Regions from separate parts of the Xenopus tropicalis genome. Here region 2 is linked to region 1. A link is a contact called in public Hi-C data. All regions are on one chromosome and are shown on one strand. Each heading gives the region's core, a stretch centred on a gene start, on an enhancer-like site or on the middle of the called end of the contact. The rest is flanking DNA. Distances are from core to core; before and after follow the strand shown.

What was found. A called contact is a pair of places that touch in the nucleus more often than the background predicts.
Region 2: a Hi-C map of liver shows a contact between it and region 1, with 2.3 times the contacts expected there. The contact joins the enhancer-like site here to the promoter of fam171a2 in region 1. A contact is called at or near these places in 5 of 5 Hi-C or Micro-C datasets (brain, gastrula embryo, liver and 2 more).

Annotation. Positions count from the first base shown.
Region 1 is chr10:15,029,894-15,036,061 of UCB_Xtro_10.0, forward strand. It overlaps fam171a2 (family with sequence similarity 171 member A2), which reads left to right and starts at 3,216. Exons shown (of 8, transcript NM_001128032.2): 1 at 3,216-3,352. The coding sequence starts at 3,229. LOC101734916 (nucleolar transcription factor 1-A) reads left to right here. Exons shown (of 8, transcript XM_004918648.4): 8 at 744-1,232. The coding sequence ends at 794.
Region 2 is chr10:15,071,839-15,077,949 of UCB_Xtro_10.0, forward strand. grn (granulin) reads right to left here. Exons shown (of 32, transcript NM_001078701.1): 4 at 396-537; 5 at 125-241. The coding sequence starts at 536. Among named protein-coding and RNA genes, the nearest start is that of grn, 10 kb to the right of the region's middle. Within about 2 kb of position 3,248, at least 4 of the 11 cell types and tissues checked have an H3K27ac peak or open chromatin away from gene starts, as enhancers often do. A contact at or near this core is called in liver, where this site is marked.

The sequences.
Region 1 (6,168 bases), core at 1,966-4,465:
CCACAAAGAATGCTACCCCAGGGGCCCCCCACACCGTGTCACTGGGGCCCCCTTTGCCCCCCCACCACCAGCCCCTCCCCCTGCATGGGCACTTTATACTTACTTTTCCCACGTTCTGGTGAGGGAGGTCAGTGGGGGAGTGAAGGGGGAGGGTGGGCGGGGATTGGGTCTGGGGGGCACTTGGTTTATTCCCGTTTGTCCCCCTGGCCCAGTCCAACCCTGGTTAAGAACAGAAGCAGACTCTGTTCAATATTCAGATTATCCATCTCGTTGTGCTCTGTGATTAGTATCACTCCAATACTTAAGCTGGCCATACACGTGGCGATCTCACGATGTTTCGTACGACCGTCGGTCGCACGAAACATCGTCAGATCCGCCACACACCATTCAGGGCTGAATCGGCAGGTAAGGAGGTAGAAACAATAGGATTTCTACCTCCTTCTGCCGATTCAGCTCTGAAGGGAGAATTTTGGTCAGGCGCCTTCTATGGCGCCCGATCAAAATTTTCTAACCTGGCCGATCGGCGAGTCGACCGATATCAGCAGCTTCCTGCGATATCGGTCGGCTCGCTGACATGCCATACACGCACCGATTATCGTACGAAACGAGGTTTCGTACGATAATATCGGTGCGTGTATGGCCACCTTTACCCGTAGTAATGTTGGTTAGTGCCCCAGGGCTGGTAGTGACCGAACAGTTTAACTCAGTACTCTCATTAACCCTTCCATTCCCTTCTCTGGCAGCGCAAAGATGAAACCAATGATGAATCGGGATCTGGTTCCAAGAAGTTTTAATTAGCAAGAATTTCTTCTGTGGCTTCAGAACAAAGAGTCTCCTGTTCCCTCTTCCCCTCGGGGCTGTTGGGGGTTTTTGTATGAAACCGGCATCGGATCTGCGGCACTTTGCAGGGAGGCCTTAGGCTGCCGGCCAAGCTATTAGGAGGCTAATGGCACGTCTGGATCTTCTTTGTTGCACAGAATCTCTTGCTCCATTTGCTGTTATACATTTGGGTTCCTGGAGTTTGTGTCTGTCATATGTTCAGTCAGTGGAGTAACTGACATAAACATTGTCTTCTGTAAAAGCAACAGTAACACCAAAAAAATTGTGTTACTGTTCCTTTAACAGCCGGTGTCCTGTTGTCTGACCTGTACCTTGAACATTGCAGTGTTTATAAACATATGTTTATTATCATTATGGACAGTTACTGGTTAATAAAGCATATTTTTTGTTCATTTCTATTGTTTTTAGAAACAATCCGCTCATTGCTGATAGGTTTACCCGGGTTATTATAGTGAAGGAAGTTACACTTATATTTGATGTATTTGGATGTATATTCCTGCTGTATGTTTATGTATTAGAGCAAGTGCTAAGGATGTGGCCACATGGGGATTTACATGATCTGAGTGGCCCTGAGTGTTGTAGCTTACACCGTGCCACCTGGTTTGACTTCCTATTATAGGGTATTATTATTCTTTATATAGCACTGACCTATGTCGGAGTGCTTTTGTTAGCGGCCCCTAGCTCCTGATAAACAGGAGCACTTTATTTAGGCACAGGGTTAATAAGGTGGACACTGGCACACACAGGGTAAACGGGCAGGTGAATGGTTAAACCAGGAGCAAGGCACCAAAAGGGTTACAGTCTCTGAGACTAAATACAAGTGGATGGTTAGGTCAGGCAGTCGGGCTAAGGGCCAATACCAGGATCAGGAACCAGTATAACAATACCAGAAGCTCCTACCAGGGGCAGAGTTGCCAGCAGTAGGGTTGGCAAAGGAACTGGCAAGGTAGCATTTGGGTCAGTGGGCCTTTAACTGTGAATTTCACACCCCTAGGGTCAATTGTACCAGTAGTTGGTCCATGACGCCAATCTCCCAGTACAATGCCCTTTGGCAGATCATTTGTAGCAAGATGGTTCCTGGGTTCTTGCAGCCTCTGCTGGTATTGGCTTGTCTGGCTGAGACTTCCATGTCTGGCATAGAGATTTATGGGCTGAGGATTTATATGGCGGCTGCTCAATTGGAAGCGCTGGCTGGACAAGTAAGCACAAACAGCAATTAGGATCCATGATTGAGTTTAACCCTTTAATGTGCCAAATGCAAACTGGAAAAGCCAAGAAGCAAAGGAATGTTCAATGGAATGGGTAAAGAAGGTGAAAAGGAAGATGAAGCAGATCAATTGATAGCGAAGGAGAAATCCCAACCCCATGGATCTGTCACTACTGAGGGGGGGGGGCTGTTTGGGCCTCTGTGTACATGAAAACCAGGGTCTATTTTGAATCCCAGTCTGGGCTGGGCGACTAATCTCCCTGTGTGCCAGAGCCCTTAAGGTTTTAGGGGGAGATGAGGACAACCACAGGGTTAAAATAAAGTTTATTACAGAGCAGAGATCTTATCTTTGGCTTGAATGTTTGTATCAATAATAAAACCCTGTTTCTCTCTCTCTTACCAGAATGAGGGGCCTGAGGTCCTATCCTTCCAGGAAACATGATGTAACCAAATTACAAAGGGCTTAATCTCTGATTAATCTACTATAGCTAACTAGCTAGTGCCCCACTGTCACTTATTGTGTGCGCAGAACAGCCTTGCATGCTTCATAACTGCATATAATGCACCACCTGGGAAATACATCCTTATAAAGGCTGTTTGGGCTTGTGACGTCATCACTTATAATAAGCACCTGGTGATGTCATTAGTATCATATGGTTTGGTGTGTGTGTATGGAAGCTTGTATGTCTAAGGTAATGACCAACATTGTTATATTATATATAAAGGTGATAGTGAGCCCCAGGCACTGTCGGCATTGCTGTCAATGGGAACCTAGAGTTATAATTCAACAGGTTTAACGCTGCAGTTTTTAAGATTAACCCCGTATAAATAAAATGGGAACCCTAGTGACGACTGAATCATATTTTCATGCCGCAGATACGACAAAGGGGCGGCGGTGGCTTCTTAGAATGCGGCTGATGTAGCATTTTCCTTAGTTTTGCGATTTCAACTCGCTGTCGCAACGACGGCCTGCAGGTGGCGCTGCTGTCTAGTCTGAGAGCGGAGCCTTAACATGGCATGCCTTTACCGGCTTTGCCCTGCAGATGGCGCAGCGGATCATTCCTAAGGAAAATAGGGGAGGTGTGGCACAGGAGAGGCAGAGAGGGAGGGGGCGAGAGTCTGCTCCATAGGGTTGTCTGTGCCTGGGATACAGCTGCGGGAATGGAGGGGTGACAGGAGGCATGGGGTGTGCAGCGGACTCAGGGATGACAGGTGGGGGGCCCCTGTGCTCCTTGGTGGTCCTTCTCCTGGCGTGGTGCATGGGAGGCCAAGGGAAATCACTGCTGGAGACCTCAATGCCTCAGGGTAAGTGGAGGATGGAAGACAATGAGATGGGTGGTACAGGGCCAGCCACGGAGAGGTGGGGGGCTTGTAATGCAAGGGTGCTAGGCAGATGGAGGGCTACCGTGCTGGGGTACATTGGGGCACCCTCACTCCCCCCAACATACACATTAATGCAATTTTGGGGGAGACTTGATATTGTTGGGAACCTGATCTTTCATTGGAGGGCGGTTCTGATCCCTGATAGGGAGGGATCTGCTGCTCACTGATTGGTGGGTTTTGACATGAAAACAGGGGGTTCATGTTCAGGAGGGGGGGGGGGCTCAGTATCTCTGCAGAAGGGGTGCTCCATTGTACTGTGCACTGATGATGTAATGTGGATAGGTAGATAGGAGGGGGAGGTTTTAATGGTTGATCTATAGGGGGGGCTTATATCACTCACATCTGATATTAATCATAGAGATATACCCATGGGGGGGGGGGGGTGGAATCTTTTCTAAGAAATATGTGATCCTGCTGGAAAAGGTTGGAATCAGAGTCTCTAGGCCATGGGGGGTTCTGTGAGCCCCACTTCTGATTCACTGTTGTGTCAGGATTCCTATTTACTGTATTGCTTGGGGAAGGCTTGGGCGCCCAGCATGGCAGGGGCTGGGGAGGAGGGGAGACTAATGATGACACATTGGGTGTAATAGCTGCGGGGATCACAATGATGTATGTATCATGTGCTTTCCCCCTGCTGCTGGCTCAGTATTATAGGGTTAATCCCATACAGCTGTACTGGCACATACACCACATAGTTTCAAGTAAGAGCTGGTCGCCCCATTTGCAGGATGAGGTATTAATACTCCTAGTATTTTTTATTTCAACATGAACTACTATGGAACAATAGAGACCTGCTTTTTATTTGATTACATGTGCGGCAGCCTGTGCCGAAGGTTAAGGTTAAAGTGTTTTTCTGTGTCCTTATCTGTGTGCCTGAGTGAAGGGAAGGGGGCTATATATATATATATATATAAATATAGTGGATTAGGCCTTCCTTATGGTGCTGTGTCTGGGCTAAGAAATACCTCCAGGGGGGACATTGAATTAGCCCTTCTAGCTCCCGGCTTCAGCTGTCTCTGGCCACAGCTGTCTCTGCAGAGTGGGAGTTGGAATGGGGGTTGCATTTGTGGTTGCATTCTCCTTACAGCTGTCTCTTGGGGGTCTCTGCATGCTAGCCAGTCCATTATATCATATTTACTGATAACACTAAAAAACTGCTTAAACTGCAACTCCCAGCAGCATCAGACAGTCTTGGGCTGTTTGTGGCTTGTGGAAGATGCCATTCAACTTAAAGGGGCTGCAGGTTGGGGCAGTTGATATGAAGATGCCCCCTGCTAGAACTAGAGAGAGTAGGCCCAGCCAAGATCCCCAGCTGAGGAATAGAGGGCAGGATGTGGCCAAGAGTTTGGGAGGCACTGGGGGACTGGGCAGAGCACAGGAAGGAAGCCTGTTTCCCCGAGACAGAGTTAGAGGTCAGGCTTTGAAGCTGTGAATGTGGCAGGATAAGGGGAAGTGTGGAACAATGCAGCCTTACAGAGGCGTAATGCGCCTGTGAAACCGCTTCCCAGAAGTGGTGATAGAATTGTTATTCTGAGCCAGCCAAACTTTGTGACTGCTTCCCATGGCTGTCTCTCACAGAGGTAAATAGCACCCAGCTGTCACCTTGAGATGCTTCACAGCAGCACCCTCTCGTTGCCTGCTCTGATTGGTTGTCGCTGGGAGGAAATGATCTGAGGAGGAGATATTGCACAAACTGCTGTCTCCCAGGCAGTCTGCTGTTTTACCTGCTGTCTCATTTCCCCCTCTCGCCCTTATTAATTAAGATGCGGCTCTCTGCAGTGATTTCTAACCTTTTGTTGTTATTATTATCATTGTGAATTCATATAAAGCACCAACATGTTCCACAGCGCTGTACAACATCTGTGCGTACATCAGACAGACTGCATACAAATAGTGACAGGCAGAGGAGGGGCACAGGGCCCTGTGTTTTTAGCGCCTTTTCTTGTCTTTTCTATGTCTCTTCTATATCTCTTTGTTGTTTCTCTTTCTGAACCCCCCCTTCTGTAATGCCTGGTTCCATCGTACCCAATGGTTCTACCTGTCCCCTCTCCCCACCTCTCCTTTGTTCAGTGGATCATTCCTCCCTCTTCCATTCTGTGCTTTTCTGCATTCGCCTCTCTCCCCCCATGTGCTGCTCCCCTTTCCCTTCATCCGTCTTCCGCCGCCTTCCTCTCTTCTTCTTTCAACGTTCTTTCCCCTGCTTTGTCTTCCTAGTCACCCTCCCCTCTCTCTCATACATACACTCTCTCTCTCATACATACACTCTCTCATACATACACTCTCCCTCTCATACATACACTCTCTCATACATACACTCTCTCATACATACACTCTCTCATACATACACTCTCCCTCTCATACATACACTCTCTCTCTCATACATACACTCTCTCTCTCATACATACACTCTCTCATACATACACTCTCTCTCTCATACATACACTCTCTCTCTCATACATACACTCTCTCATACATACACTCTCCCTCTCATACATACACTCTCTCATACATACACTCTCTCATACATACACTCTCTCATACATACACTCTCTCATACATACACTCTCTCATACATACACTCTCCCTCTCATACATACACTCTCTCTCTCATACATACACTCTCTCATACATACACTCTCTCATACATACACTCTCTCATACATACACTCTCTCATACATACACTCTCCCTCTCATACATACACTCTCCCTCTCATACATACACTCTCCCTCTCATACA
Region 2 (6,111 bases), core at 1,998-4,497, 42 kb after region 1:
AACTTGCCCCATGAACCAGTTTTATGAAAGCAAGACTCCCAAAACAGTCTTTTCCTTTAGCTGTGGTCACTGTCAAATAAGTTTCATGTATCACTAGGGTCCTTATTCAATGACCAATGCTTACCTCAGATAATGGACAGCAAGCGGTTCCCCCTTCTGGAGTATTCACACAGGAATACTCATCAGGGCAGCCTGAGCAGGAGGTCTGGGAAAGAATCATAGGAAGGGAGCGAGACACAACCTAAAAGGAGAAATGGTCATTGTAGCACAGAGCACCATAAATCATTCTAGGCACCATAATGTCCTAATGTTGAAAAACCCACAGCTGAGGGTATTTATCTAGATCTTCTACTCTATGTGGCAGTTGTGCAGCCCCCATGCTTCCCTTTACCTACCTCTGCCGCAGGGCAACAGCCATACCCCTTCTTGCCAGGCAGTTCACAGCACAGACTCTTTTCTCCACAAGTGCTGCCATCTGGGCAGAGTGTGGCACTAACAGTGGAGACCACAAGCAGAAGAAACCAAGGTGGACCCATCCTGAGGGGGGGAAAATAATCAGACAGCAAAGTGTTAAAAACCTTGTACACAAAGCACGCTGAATGGCGTAAAGCCACAATAGTAACAGGTGTTTAGGCTTATGCATGTAGTAGCCTGGAACAGATTTTGCATCAGGCAGGAAGAAGAAGAAGAAAGTACAGGATGCCTTGCTGCTTTGTTAGCAAGTAGTAAAGAATATTTTCTCATTAGGGGCTTTCCGCAAAACTGGTGACACCCAATAAGCACAAGTATTAGCAGATATTTTTGTTAACATCTTACAGGGGGACTTAAATAAAAGGACATGTCACCCCAAAAAATAATTTTTTTTTGCCTAATAAAAGAAAACATAATTTCCAATACTGATTTATTAACATTTTTTAGTGCTTTAAAAGTTATTTGTAAATGTAATTGCTATTGAAAGTAGAATTTGCTTAGCCAACAATTTATGATTTTTTAAACAATGTTGCAAAAGCCAGTCTCCTCCAGCAAGACAGGTCTGTCAATCTGCTGACTTGTGTCAGTGTTTTAACATACAAATAACTTAAGAAAACAGAATTCTAAGCAACTTTGCAATACAAAATTGTAATGGTTTTTTTATTAGAAAAATATATATTTTTGGGTTGATATGCCCTTTAAATAAACATTTATGGACAGTGTACAATGGGGATTAGTAGTGTTACCCACCCCAGAGACAACTCAAGCCATGTTTGGCTGGGCAGCCTTCTTTATCTTCCATATTTTTGTTTATTCAGGAGAGAGAATCACATTTGTAGCTTTTCTAGCCTAATTTCTTCTTGAGCATTCATTCTCCTTTAAGAAGAATAGCATGACCATTTATAGTATGATCTGTATAAAGGGTTACTGTTTATCAGCATATGAGCAAGTCTCTTCAGAAAGCATGTATACAAGTCCAAGACTGCTCCTCTGTTCCCCGTGGGACATTATATAGTGCCATTCTGGCGCTCTGACTATACATCCCACCCCCAACCCAAACACAAAAGGAGCTAAAACAAAGGGGCTGATTTAATTAATTTTTGCGATTTTTCGTCGGCGCCACGACTTTTTCATAAATTGTCGCGACTTTTTCGTAGCCATTACGACTTGCTCGTAAATTGTCGCAACTTTTTTGTAGCCATTACGACTTGCTCATAAATTGTCACAACTTTTTCGTAGCCATTACGACTTGCTCATAATTTGTCGCGACTTTTTCGTATTGAGCACTCGTAAACGTCGGGCAAACCTTTGCGACTTAGCATGATTTTGGAAGCCTCCCATAGGGCTCAATGGCACTCTGCAGCTCCAACCCGGCCCAAGGAAAGTCTCCCATAGGGCTCAATGGCACTCTGCAGCTCCAACCCGGCCCAAGGAAAGTCTCCCATAGGGCTCAATGGCACTCTGCAGCTCCAACCCGGCCCAAGGAAAGCCTCCCATAGGGCTCAATGGCACTCTGCAGCTCCAACCCGGCCCAAGGAAAGTCTCCCATAGGGCTCAATGGCACTCTGCAGCTCCAACCCGGCCCAAGGAAAGCCTCCCATAGGGCTCAATGGCACTCTGCAGCTCCAACCCGGCCCAAGGAAAGTCTCCCATAGGGCTCAATGGCACTCTGCAGCTCCAACCCGGCCCAAGGAAAGTCTCCCATAGGGCTCAATGGCACTCTGCAGCTCCAACCTGGCCCAAGGAAAGTCACGATACTGAAGCTTGAATGAATCCGAAACTTTCGTACTCGGCGCGACGGCTACAGAAAAGTCGCGACAATTTATGAGCAAGTCGTAATGGCTATGAAAAAGTCGCAACAATTTACGAAAAAAAAAAAAAATGCATTCGGACGTTCGTGGATTAGTAAATGTGCCCCAAAGTATATTAAATGTTCTACAGTGACTGCTGAAAGAAAACCTTATACATAACATTTTGTCACTGACATGACATCGAGCCACCAGATCGTCGAAATGACACTTCAGCAACAATTTAATGCCTGTAACTCTTCTAAAGAATAGCAGAACCAATCTTGCTTAGCAATGTTCTCCCCACAGTTAGCCCTGGATGATGAAGAATTATATCAACATTTCCTATGATGCCTCACACATTATCTTTAAATAAAGTCATCTTCATTACTGAAGTTTAAGGCCAATATGGCCATGCAGTTGCCCTCCCTTCTAGACAGTGTAGCCAAAATATCTGCCATAACTCAAGGCATATATTCACTTATTCAGTAACCTCCTGGGTGGTTTTCCACATGTTACTGGTCCAGCCACTTTAGACAACTCAGGTTACATGGACAGCACCATGATGCCACCAGAATGGCACAAACTCTTATTTTAAAGAATAAGCATTTCTAATGTTCCAGGGAATTTCTTAACAGGTTAACCATGGGATTCCTGACTGCTTCTTCATGTGACCCACGCCTGGCTTGGGTATGGTACCTTGCTTCTGAAGCAGTTCAGCCCTTGTTTGAAAAGTCTACAGTGAGCTTAATGTGAGCTTGCTCCAGCATTTGGAACGCTTTAGGCTAGTAGCACAAACATATCACCTGTATGTTGGTGCATTTGCAGATATGGGGTGGAAAGCAGTGGACCATGTTTACCCATGGGTGAATTTATGCCAGAAAGAGAAAAAAAAAAGTGCCACTAGCCTAACTTTCAAAATGTGGTTGTTTTTGATAAGGGGCAACTTGTAAGCAGCACAACCACACCCACTTGGGTGAAGGTCCCACAGATAAACAACAACCAATGTGCCCAAAAATGGGACTTCTGGTGTCTATATGGGCAAACACATTGTACAGGAATGGGATGTTATCCAGAAAGCTCCAAATTACAGGGAGACCATCTCCCATAGACTCCATTTTAATCAAATAATTCAAATTTTTAAAAAGAATTTCCTTTTGCTCTGCAATAATAAAACAGAACTCTTTACCTGTTCCTAACTAAGATATAATTAAACAATAGGATTGTTTTGCCACCAATAAGGATTCAAAGATTTTTAGTAGACTTAAGTTATGGGGATCCAATCACACTCCACACTCGTTCTCATCCATGGCGTACAGATCAATGCCCAGTTTAAGATCACATACATTTCTAAGTGTCCGATTTCCTAAGAATTTTATAAAATACTGTACTGGCTAAAAGGTGAACCAAAGAACTAGATCATGTTTTTAATGAACCTAATTATGTCTAGAACTCTAATGGTATATGAATATAGTACAGCTTTTAGATTGCGCACTGTCCCTTTAAGTGAACTGTGCAGCCAGCAGATCCTAGCTGTTTCTTTTTTTAAAACAGGTTTTCAAGAAACACAAAGACTTTTACAAGCCCAAACGGTTATTGCATTTGGTAATAACAAGGTATTCGGTATTGAGTTACATTGGATCCAGTCCCAGACAATGCAGAACCTACAGTCGTGACATACACAAAGTCAGCTGACATATTGCTCAGCACCGTCAAGTTTTGCCTTCCGATGACTGACTCACAAGGCACACCCTTAAATGGCCCACTCCCCATTCATTATATCTTGCTTCTCTTAACATAACCCTTCCCTCATAAAACTCATTGTCTGCTGTGACCTTGAAACCAGCACCACGTGTATATTATAATACATTATTTTTTTTTATTTATTTTTTTTTTAAACATACACGAACCCCTTTGCTAAACATGAGCACAACAAATATAATTGCGTTAAATGTATTTTGCCTTTTTATTTAATAAAATGAATGTAACTTAAAAAACTATTAATGTAACTTATTTTTTTTTTATTATGAAGTTCTGATGGAAAGGTTTTCTCCTGAACCTACTGGCCTAACTGTACTGTACCTGAACGATATCTGACCATTCAGCTCTAGGGAGCATTTATGTGCGTATTTTTGGCTGTTCAGATAGTGTTTACTCTTTTTCTACATAAGCCCAACTGAATGAGCTAATTTCATAAATGGGGGTGAATAAAAAGGATAAAAGGTGCAATAACAACCAATGTAAGCAGGTGACTTGTGGTGACACATATTCCATGTGGAGCTAGTGACTAATGGTGCAAGCGTGCACCACTTAGTGCTTATTTTGAACAGAACTTGTGACCAGAGCGTGGCTGCACACTGCAATCAGTGCCAGATAGGAAACACAGCAGTATGTACAGAGTTCAGTGCCAGCAGGCACAAAACAGCCCTGTCCTTAGCGCCTGCCATAGGATGGATGGCCTTTTTCCACCCTGCATCCACCAGTTCTCCTTAACTGTAGCATGAGAATGATATGCACTTTAGGGGAAGGGTAGGGATATGCCAATGTGCCTACCACCACCCGTACCTTATGAATACAACACTGACAGACGCAGACAACACTGAATTAATGGAAGAAATTTGCAGAGACCTATGGCAATATGTCAAAAAGCAGGGTGCAAAATGGCACTCTTGGCACCTAACACGCAGCAATCTCACCCACACCTGACCAGGCCCACCGCATCCTCAATTTATATTCCTGCACTTGCCCAGCCCCTTTTGGCATCATCTGAGGGGGCCGGATAAGCACAAGTATATAGTGTTACAGCAGGCACATCACATAAGGTCATATCGCTTTATCTTCCAATGAGGCAATGGCAAAATTGTGTACAGTTTGTGCATTGTACATAAATGCACAATTCCAATAGATGTACAAAGGCACAACATTCCACAATTCTTGGAATTTATAGTTACAGAGAGCAGGTAGGCACCAGTGTTCTCAAAGGCAAGTTTCCCATCACCCCAAAATCTTATGCTTTTAATTGTAATTAAAAATCTGAGCTGTCAGTCATATATTGCCTGCTCCACCTCTATTGCTGAGGCATAGAGGAGAGACATGTTTAAAAAATCTTATCTGTCCATTATATAACTGCTATGGATGATTTAATTAAAAAAAGAATTTGGGTTTCATGTTCAATTTTCAAAGGGCTTTTATTAAACAACTTTTATGTGGGGGTGACAGGTCCCCTTTAAAAGGGGATGTTGACTATTATAGGAAATAATGGGTGGCATGCCTGACACCCACAAGACTGGGTTTTTAGCACTGGTGGGTACTTAAAATATATGGAACTATCCAAATGGTCCGCAGAAGTGCACTGTGTATTTTAGCTGACCTGTGCCCCAAATGGCTACTCTGGCAAGCCAGTTGTAGGAGGATGATGATGATATGCTTCAAAGGTCATTGGGTGCCTAAAATGCTGATCCTCACCATGGGCATAGAATATGTTTACGATACTGAGCCTTAAAGGAGAAGGAAAGGCAAAGTCACTTGGGGGTGCCAAAATGTTAGGCACCCCCAAGTGGCTTTAATCGCTTACCTTGTACCCCAGGCTGGTGCCCCTGTTAGGAGAGAACAGCACCAGCCCGGGGTAGCAGCGATCGCTTCCTCCTTCCTGATCGATCGCGTGCGCATGCGCTGTAGAGTGAAAAGCTGAACTTTAACAGAGAAGTCGGCTTTTCACTGCGCATGCGTTTGTCCGGGACAATTGGCTGCAGCGTGAGTAGGAAGGAGGAAGCGCTCGCTAGAGGAACCCTGGGCTGGTGCGGTTTTCTCCTAACAGGGGCACCAGCCCGGGGTACAAGGTAAGCGATTTAAG